2 separate regions of the Mus musculus genome follow, and region 2 is linked to region 1. Evidence: chromatin contacts called from public promoter capture Hi-C data. All regions are on one chromosome and are shown on one strand. The core of a region is the stretch at or near the end of the contact, and the rest is flanking DNA. Distances in the headings are between cores, read along the strand shown. Region 1 has its middle 40 kb from the start of Atp2b4. Region 2 holds the start of Optc (opticin).

Region 1 (6,292 bases), core at 1,895-4,394:
ATCGAACCTATGGCCTCTTGCATGCCAAGCAAGTGCTCAACTCCAGCTTGAGGAACCTGAGTGATGTTTTCCATAATGACTAAATCGTTTCCCCATTTCTCAGGGCATACAAGTGAGCGTGCCCTGGGGTTAGAGTCCAGGAGAGCTGTGTGGAATGTCTTATACTCTGTTTCCTCTCCCAGCATCTCTTTGACTCCTCTTTTCCTACCACGAGCTGCTCTTGTTCCACTGACTTATTTCTTTTGCACGTGTAAAAGCAGGAATGGACCTACTTAGAGTCAGAGCCAATGGCTTCTGCTCAGGGAAGTGTCTGTTGGTCAGTGTGGAGCAGGGAGAGAGAGAGAGAACTGAGGAAAAGGGGGCTGAGAACCGAGGACCTGGGTTCTGCCCTCTCTCCCACCACCGGCTCGTTCACTCCTCCCTTTTCTCCTGGTTTACCAAGTTTCACACGTGAATTTGGGAAAGTTTCATACACAGTTTGGGAAAATGGCCTGGAATGGCATCCTTGAAGCCATCCTCTTCCTGCCTTCCTGCCATTGCCCAGGGCACGCCCTGGGGCTGAGAAGGTGTGCTTGCTGCTAGACAGGTCCCGGACTCTGGCTGGGCTCCCAGTGCTCAGCTCAGGGCACTCACTGTGAGGTCTGGCTCATTTGTAGACTCTGTGTCAGGAGTGCAAAGCAGTACAACTCCGACAGGGGATGCTGGCAATATCCAACAGGCTACACATGCATTTACACGGAGCCCGAGTCTTATCCCAAAGATGCTTGTCCACAAATAAGGGAAGATGTGTGTGTAAGGTGAGTCGAGGTGCATTTGTAATGGAACCATCTTTCTACCCATTCATAAGAATGTAACTAAAGCTGGATATGGTGGTGTACGCTTATAGTCCCAGACCTTGCAAGCTTAAGGCAAGAGGAGTGCTGTGAATTAGAGGCCAGCCTGAGATACATAGGAAAACCTTGTCTCAAAAAAGAGAAAGGTGTGTGTGTGTGTGTGTGTGTGTGTGCATATGTGTATATTTGGGTATATACACATGTACCCAAATAATAAATCAGAAAGAATAAATGGTTTCCTATAGGAGGCAGATGAGGTGACAGGATGGGAGTGAGACTTCTTCTCCATTTGCAAAAGGGCAGATGAGGATCTATGCCCGGAACTTAGTTGTCTAAACAGCAAGTTCTGAGTGTGGAAAGAGACAGAGAAGAACGTGATGGAGAAGGGGAGGAAGCGCGGGATTCCTTGCTTCTTTGTCTGCATTTAAAACCAAAACAACATCCAGTGCCTGGATTTTTACTTACTTGTGTATTTTTCTTGCATGCATATGTGTGTACAAGATGTGCGTGGCGAGGGTGCATACCTGAGGGCGTGGTCAGAGAACAACATTGTAGAGTCCAAGGATAGGATTCAACAGCAAGCGCCCTCACCTGCTGAACCATCTCATCAGCCCCTGGATTTTTATCTCTAGGTACCACTTCCCCTATTAGAAGCCAGCATCACTTGACTGTTATCAAGTCTGAGACTGGACAAGGCAGGAGGATCACAAGTTGAAGGCCTGTCCGGTAAGATAGAAAGGCCTTGTCTACAAATAAAAATGTAAAAAACGGTTGGAATTTAGCTTAATGGTAAAGTGCTTGCCTAGGATATACCAGGCAGGCCCTGGTTCAATCCCTTATGGCACAATAAATACACTTGCTTTCAAAAGCTTATTTATCTATTTAGCTGGGCATAGTAGCGGATGCCTACAATCTCAGTTACTTGTGAGACACACTTAGGCTAGTGTCTTAGTTAGGGTTTCTATTGCTGTGAATAGACACCATGGCCACAGCAGCTCTTATAATGGAAAACATTTCATTGGGGCTGGCTTACAGATCAGACGTTCAGTCCATTATCCTCATGGCAGGAAACATGGAAGCAGGCAGCAGGCACGGTACTGGAGAAAGAGCTGGGAGTATTACATCTGCTCAGTAGGCAGCAGGAAGAGACAGCCACATTGGGCCTGGCTTAAGCCTCTAAGATCTCAAAGCCCCCCCCCCCCCACTTTTTTCAAGAAGGCCACACCTTCTAATAGTGCCATTTCCTGGGGACCAAGCATTCAAACATATGAGTCTATAGAGGTCATTCCTACTCACACCACCACGGGTGGTAAGTTCAAGGCCAGTCTGAACAAAATTGTTCACATTTGATTTTTTTTTTTTTAAAATAAGGTCTCACTTTATAGCCCTGGCTAATTTGGAGCTCACTATGTAGACCTCAAATTCACAGACATCTACCTGCCTCTGCTTCCTGAGTGCTGGGATTAAAATTATCTGTCACCATGCCAGCCTTTAAGTTAGATTTCTTTAATTGAAAAATAAGTATATATGGAAGAAACAATGTGATATGTTGATATATACTATGGAATGAGTAAATTAAGATGATTAACATGTCCAGGGCCACATACTTGTCTTTTCAATGTTGAGGTATGAGCACTTAAACTCTATTCTCTCAGCAGTTTTGAAGTATATCTTATAATTAACTATAATCTCCACACTAGACAACAGATAACAAAGACTTATTTCTTCTAACTTTGTATCTCTTGGCCAATAACTCCTAACCTGCCCTTTCCTTCAGAATTTTCCCCAACAATAAGCTGATTCAGACCAGGCTCATTAATAGATGATAAAATTATTAAGCAGGGAGGGGCTCATATGATGAGATAAAAGGTTGGTCCCAGCATGCATTGCAGAGTGACTGGCTTCACAGAAATTGCTTTTTCACATTTCTGACTTTCAGAAATCTGAGATCAGACAATAGCAAACCTGGAGTCAGACAAGGGCCACTTCCTGATTAGGCCACTGACTTCTCTATCCTCAGGAGAAGGGCGGGGACAGAGACCTTGGCACTCTCCTGTGCCTCTTAGGACACTTACCCTATTCACCAGGCTCCTGCCCTCCAGAGGGCTCATTTCAGCACTTTCAGGATTTAACTTCTGTGAATTTGGGGGACAGGACCCAGAAGCATTCAGTCCATAGCACAGTAGCTCTCCTTACAGACTGCTCTTCACCTGAGGGAAGAAAATCTATCTTTAGCAAGACCATATCCTTGTCACCTTAGTAAGGAATCAAGCATTCACAGTGACAGGAACCCCCTCCTGCCAGAAGGGAAAACTTCCCCAAGCCTTCCAAGAGGAATTTCTACCACAGTCTGTGGTCTAGTCAAAACCGGTTAGCCAGATCTAGTTTCAAAGAGATGACTAAGACATCGAAAGGGGGGACATGCAAATCAACAGCCTGGGCTCAAAAGGGGGGGAGTCAGTAATATATAAAAATTGGGGGCTGGGGGCTGACAAGATGGCTCAGAAGTAAAGGGTGTTTGCGGATAAATAGGTGGGAGAAGAGACCCACTTCTTGAAGCTGTCCTGGCTGCCCACACACAAAATAAGAAAGTAAACGAAAAGATCATTGTTGCTACAGAGGAAAAGGATGAAGGTAAAACCCAGTTTCCATTAAAAGAAAACAAAGAAAAGCTGGAGGTGTGGTTAGTTGGTTCTGAGTACTTACCGCTCCCTGCTCCTGTAAAGGGGCTAGGTTCAGTTCCCTACAGCCATGCCATAGGGCTTACAACCTCCTGTAACCTCAGTACCAGGGTAACACCTCTGGCCTCTGGGCACTCATATGCGTGTGGCACACATGAACTCACACAGGTACACATACATACACAAGAATTTTTTAAAAACACAAATCTTTTAAAATAAGAAAATGAAAGAAACCAAAGAGACAGTCGAGTCATAAGTAATGTATGACCTTTCATTTTATATATTTTTTTACATTTTTAAAAATTTAGTATCTGTGTGTATGTGTGCTCTGAAGTGTGTACTCTCTGCATGTGTGTGGAGGTCGGAGGGCAAGCTGTGGGAGTTCTTTTTCTCCTTATACCACATGGGTATCAGGGCTCAGACTCTGATCATTTGGTATCAAGTGCCCTTACCCACTGAGCCATCTCACTGGCCCAATGTATAAATCGCTTCTTATTAATTTTCTATCTTTACTCACTTTAAGTGGATGGATGCTTAGACTTGCATGTGTGTGTGTTCATCGTGTGTTTGCTTTGTTCCTGTGGAGGTCACAAGAGGGTATCTGATCCCCTAAAACCAGAGTGACAGGCAGCTGTGAGCCACTGTGCGGGTGCTGGGAATCAAACTCAGGTCTTCTGTAAGACCACCCGGTACTCTTACTCCTTGAACCATGTCCCTAGCCCCAATGTATAAATTTCAATTGTATGGGGAGGGGTATATATTGCAAAGCCATCTTGGGACAATTGGAGATATTTTAGTCTGGATATTAAGTGATATGCAATTACTATTACATTTTTAGATGTAAAAGTGACCATATGGCTTTATGCCATAGTATCTTTTTTATGCACAAATATTTAAGGCAACGTAGTTTTATGTCATTTTCAAGTGGTTCAGCACAAATGTGTGTGTGCACGTGCACATACACCCCAAAGGAGAAAACGATGGTAAAAGTCGGTAAATCCTCCTTCCTTAGTACATGCAGGACCCTCAGTCTACCCTCACTCCAACAAGAAAACAAGGCAAAACCAATTGCTGACTCCAAGTGAAGTGTCTGTAGTTGGTTGTTGTATGGTTTGTGGTTGGTTTGTTGTTATTGTTGTTGTTGTTGTCGTAGTTGGCGTCATCCTCCTTCTCCTTCCACTCCCCTCCCCCTCCTCCTCCTCTTCCTTCTCCTCCTCCTCCTCCTTCATTATTTCAGGTTGGATATACTTAACAGTCTAAGATAGAGAGAGACTTTGAGTCCCAGAAAGGGCTCCCAGATTCCTAGCCTCCTTCCTCCATCTTTCCTAAGCACCCAGAGGGGTCTTCCCACATAGTCACTTCCCTTACCTCCCTCACTTCTGTGTCCAGTGAGTAGGCTAGTGGGCTGAGCAGTGCGATGGAGGCCTGATGACACCGTGCCTTGGCTTAGAGAAAGCCTAGGAACTGGGGGGCTTCACCATTTGAGGAGGTCACAGGTTGTAAGAGGGGGAATATGCCTACAGCCCCAAAGTTATTGCTGACCTCTTCTGACCCCTTCACACCCTCTAATAAGGTGATTCTGTCTAATAAGGGAACCTGTTTTGCCTGCTCAGAGCCTTGGTGCCTGGCCTAAGTGTGGTGATTGGAATAGGTATGACCTATAGGTTTATGTGTTTGAATGCTTGACCCATAGGGAATGGCACTATTGGGAAGTATGGCCTTGTCGGAGTAGGTATGGCCTTGTTGGAAGAAGTGTGTCACTGTGTAGACGGACTTTGAGACCTCATACACACACACACACACACACACACACGCACATGCACACACTCATGCTCAAGCTCTGCCCAGAGTGGAATCAGAGCCTGCTGCCTGTGGATCAAGACATAAAACTTGTGGCTCCTTCACCTCCATATCTGCCTGCATGTCGTCATGAGAATGGACTGAATCTCCAAAACTGTAAGCCAGCCCCGATGAAGTGGTTTCCTTTATAAGAGCTTTGTAAGAGTTGCCTTGATCATGTTGTCCCTTCACAGCAATGAAACCCTAAACACTAAGCAGGGCCTTCCACATGTTCCCTTGCTGGGGACATTATACTTGGTTGCACTGGCAATGGCCCAGATCACAGCGAGGCCACCCCCACCTCTCTAGCCTGGTCCTGGCTCTGGAGAGATGCAGTTTCTGGGGCTGCTCTTCTTCCTTTCCCTGGAAACCTTGGGCTAGACCCAGTGTGACTCAGGGCTCTCTCTGTATACGATCCTGCCGTCAACTCCTCTTCTGTCTTTTCAGGAGCCTGAGGGAGAAGGAGCCAGAAAGCTGAAAATGGGCAGACAGGGAGGGGTTTGTTCTAGGAGCCATTGAGCCTGCGGGAGAGCTCAGAATTAGGAGTCAGAGGCCTAGTGATCTCGTGCAATCTGTATGACCTTGACTGAGGCAGCTATCTCCCTGAGCCTTCCTCCCCCTCACTGGACCATGAAACCAAGTGTAGACTTTCAGAATCCAGATGCTACAGCCTGCGGCTAAATCCCATCACCTACTTGAGATGACAGGAAGAAGGGAAACCAAGCAAGCTTTGCCTTTTTACAGCCACCCTTGGAGTTAGAAATAATGACAGGGTATAGGTTCCCCACCTCCAGAACTTCAGTTAGCAAGTACTTAGTACTGATACTTCCCAGTGGCTTGGTCACTATTCTATTGCTGTGAAGAGACACCATGACCAAGACAACTCTTAACAACAACAAAAAAAAAAAGCATCTCCTTGGGAGCTTGCATACAGTTTCA
Region 2 (6,292 bases), core at 1,282-3,781, 110 kb before region 1:
GAAAGAAGAAAAAAACTTCTAAAAGAAATGTCGCAAAGCCTCTTCTTAGACAATATCCTCAAAACTCATAACCTTCATGTAAAAAATAAAAAAGTATCCCTAAAGTCAGTCCAGAAATCTAATAGCTCCACTTGAAATCAAAGCAGCCATGTTCTTTGAAACCACCAATGTCAAACTGTGGAGGGTTTCTCAGTGCGCAGCACCAAGGCACTGCAGGAAGAGTCATCTTTTCTAACTAATTGGAGAAATACAGGGTGCACAGGAAGTGCCCAGGGCAAGCAGCCAAGGACTAAATCATCTGGAAAGATCTACAGGCCACGCACAAGTTCAAAAGGACAAGAGTAGTTGCCAGGGCTCTCTTTAGAGGGGATTTGGCTACCGAGGGGGATTCTCAACCCGCCTAACCTAGGCTGTCTTGTGGAGGATGAAAACTAACAGATGCCCTCGGCCAGCCCTACCTGCCTGGTGTGTGCCAGGCAGGCCCCAGGAAGGAATTCAAAGCTGGAGGATGCATACCCCATGCCATTGGGGAATTAATTTCTTGATAAGAGGGTGGGGTGTATGCACGAATTCTTTTCTCTTAGTTGTAATGATGTTAACTGTATGCAACTCAGCCTGGGAAGTCTCGCGTGAGCCGGCTCTGAAGAATGAAAGCGTATGACTTGGAAGGAGAGGAGATACGAATCGGTAGCTAGCTAGGCTGGAGTCCACATCGGAGTGGATGGGGGTTCCCAGTTTTCAGCTGCGAATACCAAAAGGCAGGCGGGTCTCTGAACTTTTCTGCCCTCCTCTCTCACTGCCCACAACAGGGCAGCAGCAGGGTCAACTGGCCAGACTTCTGTGTCCACATGGCCTGTTGCCTCTAGCTCACCAGTAACACCTCGTGTCTCTGTTAAAGGGCAGCGCTTGGCAGGCTCGTGGATCAGGGGCTGTGCCCGCCCGCCTGCCGCTTCCCACACAGGTCCACGTTCCCATCCACCAATGCCCCCGAAATCCATGGGAACGACCGACCGCAAGCTTGTGAAGGCGGGAATAGAAGCTGGGAGAAAGTGTAGGATGAGAGCCTGCCTGCATCGCAGGGTTTGCCTGGGGGGGCGGGGGGGCGGGGGGCGGGGAGTGCGTGGGAGCAGGCGCAGGCGCTGTGCAGGGCTGGCTGCGCAGCCTGGGATTGCGGGGGCGGACGCTCAGGCGAGATGGCGCGACTGGGGCGGGGTGGGGTGGGAGAGGAGCGGCGGGAGTGTGAAGGGGGGTGTGTCACCGAGAGCAGGGAGAAGTGTGAGAGCAGGTGGCAGGGGGAAATGAATGAACAGTCTCATCTATATTCCTTGTAGGGATAAATTGCGTGGAGTTGGGAGGGGGCCACGGTCTCGGCTGTCTGTGGGGCCCGAGGGTCTCTGGAAGAACAGAATGAAGGGGTAGGGCCAGCCAAATGTGCCATCTGCTTCGAGGGCGTCCTCTTGGCTTGTGACTTTTATCTCCTTCCACCCAGCCGAGTTTCTGAAGCTGTCAGTTCCCAGATGGGGGATCTCCGAGACAAAACAGCCTTGTTCTGGCAGGCGGCCTCTTCTGGCTGCCGGAATCCCCTTCCCACAGCAGCTGAGGAGTCCTCGGGGTCTATTAGGTCTGCCCACTCACCTGGCATCGCAAGCTGGGGGTGGGTTCTGCTAAGGCCATCTGTTCTGAGGGTAGAGTCACTGTGTTCTCAGGATTCCTGAGATGAAGTTGTAAGAAGGTGAGCCTTGTGAACTCAGAATCTAACACTCAAAATGTAGTGCTCGGCTAGGCCTGGGTGACCTTGGACCAATCGTTTCTCTTTTGCCCTCTGTTTCGTCCTGTATCGGTGGTCTTCAGAGGGCCTCCCTGCTGGGATTCAGGGTGTGACCAGAGGAAAGGAGGAGGGGGTGGAGAGCATCTGAGAAGAGCCTGGGCAGCGGAATCCGGATGACATTCGCCAGCCCCTACCCTCTTCTGGGGATATCTGAGGCACATCCCAAAGAAAGATGGGGCCCATGGAAAGTCAGAGTTGGGAGAGAAGTGTTAGGTTCCAGGCCAGAGGCTATGCACAATGACAATGTCTTGGGTGTTTGTAAGCCAATGTCCCACTCCTGTCCTTGTCCTTTCTTCCTACGGGAGTTAGAGAACTTCCTGTCTTGTTGTTGGTGACCACTGCTTGTGAGCTTGAAGTTAGTCTTTACATCTTACCCGACTCCCTGTCTCCTGCTGTACCACCACAGTGCTCTAGGGATAGGGCTGAGTGGGGTGCCCCAGTTCAAGCTCTTTTTTTCTTTGGATTCCATCTATGAAGTCCAGTGTCGTTATTTCTGAGGGAGTGGAGGTGGGGTGGGGTGGGGGATGGGGATGGGGACAGGGACAGCAAGCTCCATCCATCCAAGAAACCTCAGCTTGGATGAGTCTTCTGGAATCTAACTGACCAACCCTCAAAGATCAGAGAAGAAGGTGTAGCGGCCATGAGTGTGTGTGTGTGTGTGTGTGTGTGTGTGTGTGTGTGTTCACCCCCACACAAAGAATTCCTGTTCATTAAGTGAAGAAATGAGATTAGGGACCCCTGAGGAAAAAGGAAGGGAAACAGCAGGGCACTTGAAAGAATGGGGAATCTAATTAGACACATGCATCCCTGGCCAACCACTCGTCCTCTCCCTGGCCAATAGATGAGGGGGTGTCTAGCTGTCCCCTGCTCTGACAGGCAGTCATCATCTCCACCAGAAGCTCCCTGGAAGCTGCTGAGCCAGACGGAACCAAAAGCATCTAAAAGGTAAGGTCCAAGGTTGGAGGCCTCATGCCCACTGGCACAAAAGCAAAGGGATGGAGTCGGGGCTGTGGCAGGAACTGGGCAGAGAATGGCAAGAGTACAAGGCTCTGATCAAAGAAGCTGCGAGGGGCTTCCGGGTGGTCAGTAAACTGCCTTGGGGGTGGTCTTGAAGAGCATAGATTTCAGTTTGGAGTGGGAATAGGGAACAGAGAGATACGACCTCTTACTACTGCTGGGGACTTACCATTCAGCCCGGCTGAGATTAGGAAGAAACCTGCGCAGGCGGCTTTGGGAGGGCTGTGTAATCAGCTGCAGATGGATGGCTACGATGCTGCAGGCACTTCCGTATCCACAGCACACTCAGCCCTCCACCTGCCTGCACAGATGTGAGTGACCTGCAGACGACGTCTGTGCTCATACGCCTGCACACCATGTCCTCCCAGGAACCCAAGTGCAGACACATATGTATACAGATAGCTGCCGAGCTTTCTGATGGCAAAACACTGCAGAACCTCATACCAACCCTCTGCTTTCCACAACGTGTTTCTAAAATGCTGCATTTCTAAGGCGATGTTACCAGCCAACGTCCTTCTTTTACATTGTATGTTAAGTTCTAAGACTTTGTCTCCAAAGTGACTGGTTGTTCCTACAAAGGACTGGACCTCATTCCTTTCTGCACCTCCAGAGAGAGGAATATCCGGGGACTACAACTTAATAAACGTCCCATGGATGTTTAAGTGACTGAAGGACCGAGTGGCCTTAGAGTAGCCACAAGTAGGGTTAGGGAGAGAGCTCAGTCGGTAGCAGGCTTGTCTAACATGCTTGAAGCTCTGTGCTAGATACCCAGCATTTCATACACCAGGCATGATAGTGCACACCTGTAATCCCAGCCCATGGGAGGTAGAGGCAGGAGGATCAAAAGTTCAAAGTCCTTCTCCACTACATAAGTTTGAAGCCAACCTAGGGTACATGAGAGCCTATCTCACAAAAAAAAAGAAAAAGAAAAAAGGAAACAAAAGTCTCTCTCTCTCTCTCTCTCTCTCTCTCTCTCTCTCTCTCTCTCTCTCTCGTTTTTTTGAGACAGGGTTTCTCTGTATAGCCCTGGCTGTCCTGGAACTCACTTTGTAGACCAGGCTGGCCTCGAATTCAGAATTCTGCCCGCCTCTGCCTCCCAAGTACTGGGATCAAAGGAATGCGCTACCATGCCCAGCCAAAAGTCTCTTTAATGTAGTTTTTCTAAGGCTATTTTGTTGTTGTTATTGCTGCTACTGTTTTTGTTTTGTTTTGTTTTTTGTTTTGATGAGAGGGGGGGGGGTTTCTCCTGAATATGTGGTTGTTTCTTAGAGAATATTGGTGCAAATGCACCAGTGCCCAGCAGGTGAGTAAACATGGGACTCTGGTATGCACGTCTGTGGTGAAATGAGTAAGCCAGCCTGTGGAAGCTGTCCACAGGAGCCCGAGTGATGGATCACCACACTGTGAGGCGCAGTGGGAATGATGGCTAAAGATACCTCCAGATACAGACCGGACTTTAAAGAGTGTGAGATGAGGATGCTGAGTGAGCTTGTGTGTCAGAGGGCAAGAGTGAGCAAGTATGCAGGTTGGAGGCTGCCTAACTTGGTGAGCCATTCTTACAAGCCAAGCTAAAATAACGGCCCTTCTGCCCTCTACCCACAGGATGTACCTCAGAGGGATTCAGCCATTCCCACTCCTACCCCTCCCTCAGAACCTCATGAAGTTCCTGGCTTTCCTGAGTCTGTTGAGCTTGGTGCTGCAGAAGGCAGAGACAGCTTCTCTCCTAGGGGAGAGAGAAAGAGAAGAGCAGAGCCCTGAGGAAGGTGACACTTACGCGTCCCTGTATGTGGGGAACCATACCCTGAGCATAGAGGACTACAACGAGGTCATTGATCTCAGCAACTATGAAGAACTGGCAGACTATGGAGACCAGATCCCTGAGGTGAGGGGACAGAGATGATTTGGAATCCCTGCAAGAAACGGGATTAGGGACCAGATCCCTTTTCACCTGCCCTATAATACAAACCTCTCCCAACACTTTTACTATATGATATTAATTTGCGTTTGCGTGTGCGTGTGTGCGCGCGTGTGTGTGTGTGTGTATGTGTGCCTGTGTGTATGTGTGTGTGTCTCTGTGTGTGTGTCTGTCTGTCTGTGGGTGTGGGTGTGTATGTGTGTGTGCCTGTGTGTATGTGTGTGTGTCTGTGTGTGGGTGTGTTATACATGTGCATGTTCAGGAAAGAAAGAGGACAGACAACCTTAGATCTTTCCCTGGAGCTAGTCATCTCACTTTGTTGAAGGCAGTGCCTCTCACTGGCCTGGAGCTTGTCAAGAAGGCTAGGCTAGCCGGCCAATGAGCCTCCCCATCTCCAAGATTATGAGCCTTAATCAAAGACCATGGCAAAGCAAACTATAGTGAATTCTGGGGACCAAACTCATGCCCTCCTCTCACAAAGCAACTGCATTACAACAGTGCTATCTTCCCAGGCAGGCATAAGGTACAAATTCTTATCCCTCCTGAGGAACTTGTCACTTACAGGCCACTACAAGAGAGGACACTAGCCACCGATATCTTACTCCATGTGGCACACTTGGTAGGACCACTCCCAGGAGGAGTCCTCATGGGGTCCTCCCCATGAGCCACGACATGGGGTGAGGGTCAGCAGTGTCTCCATGTTCTCCCTAAAAAAAGGGAAATGCTAGCTTGTGAACTTGTAGTCTGTCTTCCAGTCTGAAGTCCTCCCAGATCTCCTGTCCTCTGCAGAGACTAACTATGTGTGGCATGGTCCATCTGCGATGTGACAAGGGTCTGGGTAGAGAAAGGGAGTAGTGCCAACCTATACAATGGAGAGGACGGAATGAACACCAGCCTGGATGACCAGAGATCCAGACTTCAGCTCTATGTTGGGAACTTCTGAGCCCCCTTCCTCTTTTGACCTTAATGTCTTCATCTGTGTATGGAGTCGCTCAATGCTCTGCTCGATAAGGCCCCTTCCTTGCTCCATCTTTATATCTCCCTCCCTCCACTTATTCCTCTGCAAGAGTTTAAACTGGGTAATTGAGGTTTCCAGGGGTCATGGTTAAGTCCTTCTCAGGCATAGACCGGTCTGTGGTGTGCTTTGTGCTGTATCTCCAGGCTAAAATAAGCAATCTGACTCTTCCAACAAGAACTAGTCCCACTAGCACTGTGGCTCAGAAGACATTGTCACCAAACCTCACGATGGCCGTACCTACCACCACTGGCCTACTAAACTCCCAGAGCAGTCATGGTAAGTGCGTGCAATCAGAAGATCACAGTATTCATAGGTCACGCATGGGCCAAGCAACCTTAAGCTAGCACCAGGCAGTTCTACAGTGGGGTGTGGTGAGGGCTAAGGCCAGGGGGTCCTGGGTCTGGGTTGTCTTCTGAGAGCAGGAAAAGAAGGAGAGGTTGTCATGGTAAAACCAAGCACCACCACCATAAAGGGGGAGTGGCCGGCTGTCCCTGATACTTTTGTATAAATATTA

Evidence for each region. Promoter capture Hi-C pulls out the DNA fragments that hold promoters and counts their contacts.
Region 2: a promoter capture Hi-C map of the HPC-7 cell line shows a contact between it and region 1, with 5 times the contacts expected there. The contact joins the promoter of Optc here to the enhancer-like site in region 1. A contact is called at or near these places in 23 of 39 promoter capture datasets (the 3T3-L1 cell line, 3T3-L1-derived adipocytes, the C10 cell line and 15 more), 5 of 15 datasets of contacts at CTCF or cohesin (CD8 T cells, the G1E-ER4 cell line, embryonic stem cells and 2 more), 85 of 484 Hi-C or Micro-C datasets (the AML12 cell line, B cells, the C2C12 cell line and 49 more), 27 of 115 datasets of contacts at active chromatin or transcription factors (the 230-238 cell line, CD8 T cells, DN3 thymocytes and 19 more) and 4 of 9 other capture datasets (adipose tissue, embryonic stem cells, liver and 1 more).

The regions. Positions count from the first base shown.
Region 1 is chr1:133,790,398-133,796,689 of GRCm38.p6, reverse strand. It overlaps a transcript of Atp2b4 not described here. Among named protein-coding and RNA genes, the nearest start is that of Atp2b4, 40 kb to the right of the region's middle. Within about 2 kb of position 3,144, at least 12 of the 459 cell types and tissues checked have an H3K27ac peak or open chromatin away from gene starts, as enhancers often do. A contact at or near this core is called in the C2C12 cell line and the HPC-7 cell line, where this site is marked.
Region 2 is chr1:133,903,412-133,909,703 of GRCm38.p6, reverse strand. Optc (opticin) reads left to right here and starts at 2,531. Exons shown (of 7, transcript NM_054076.3): 1 at 2,531-2,773; 2 at 4,448-4,727; 3 at 5,922-6,054. The coding sequence starts at 2,670.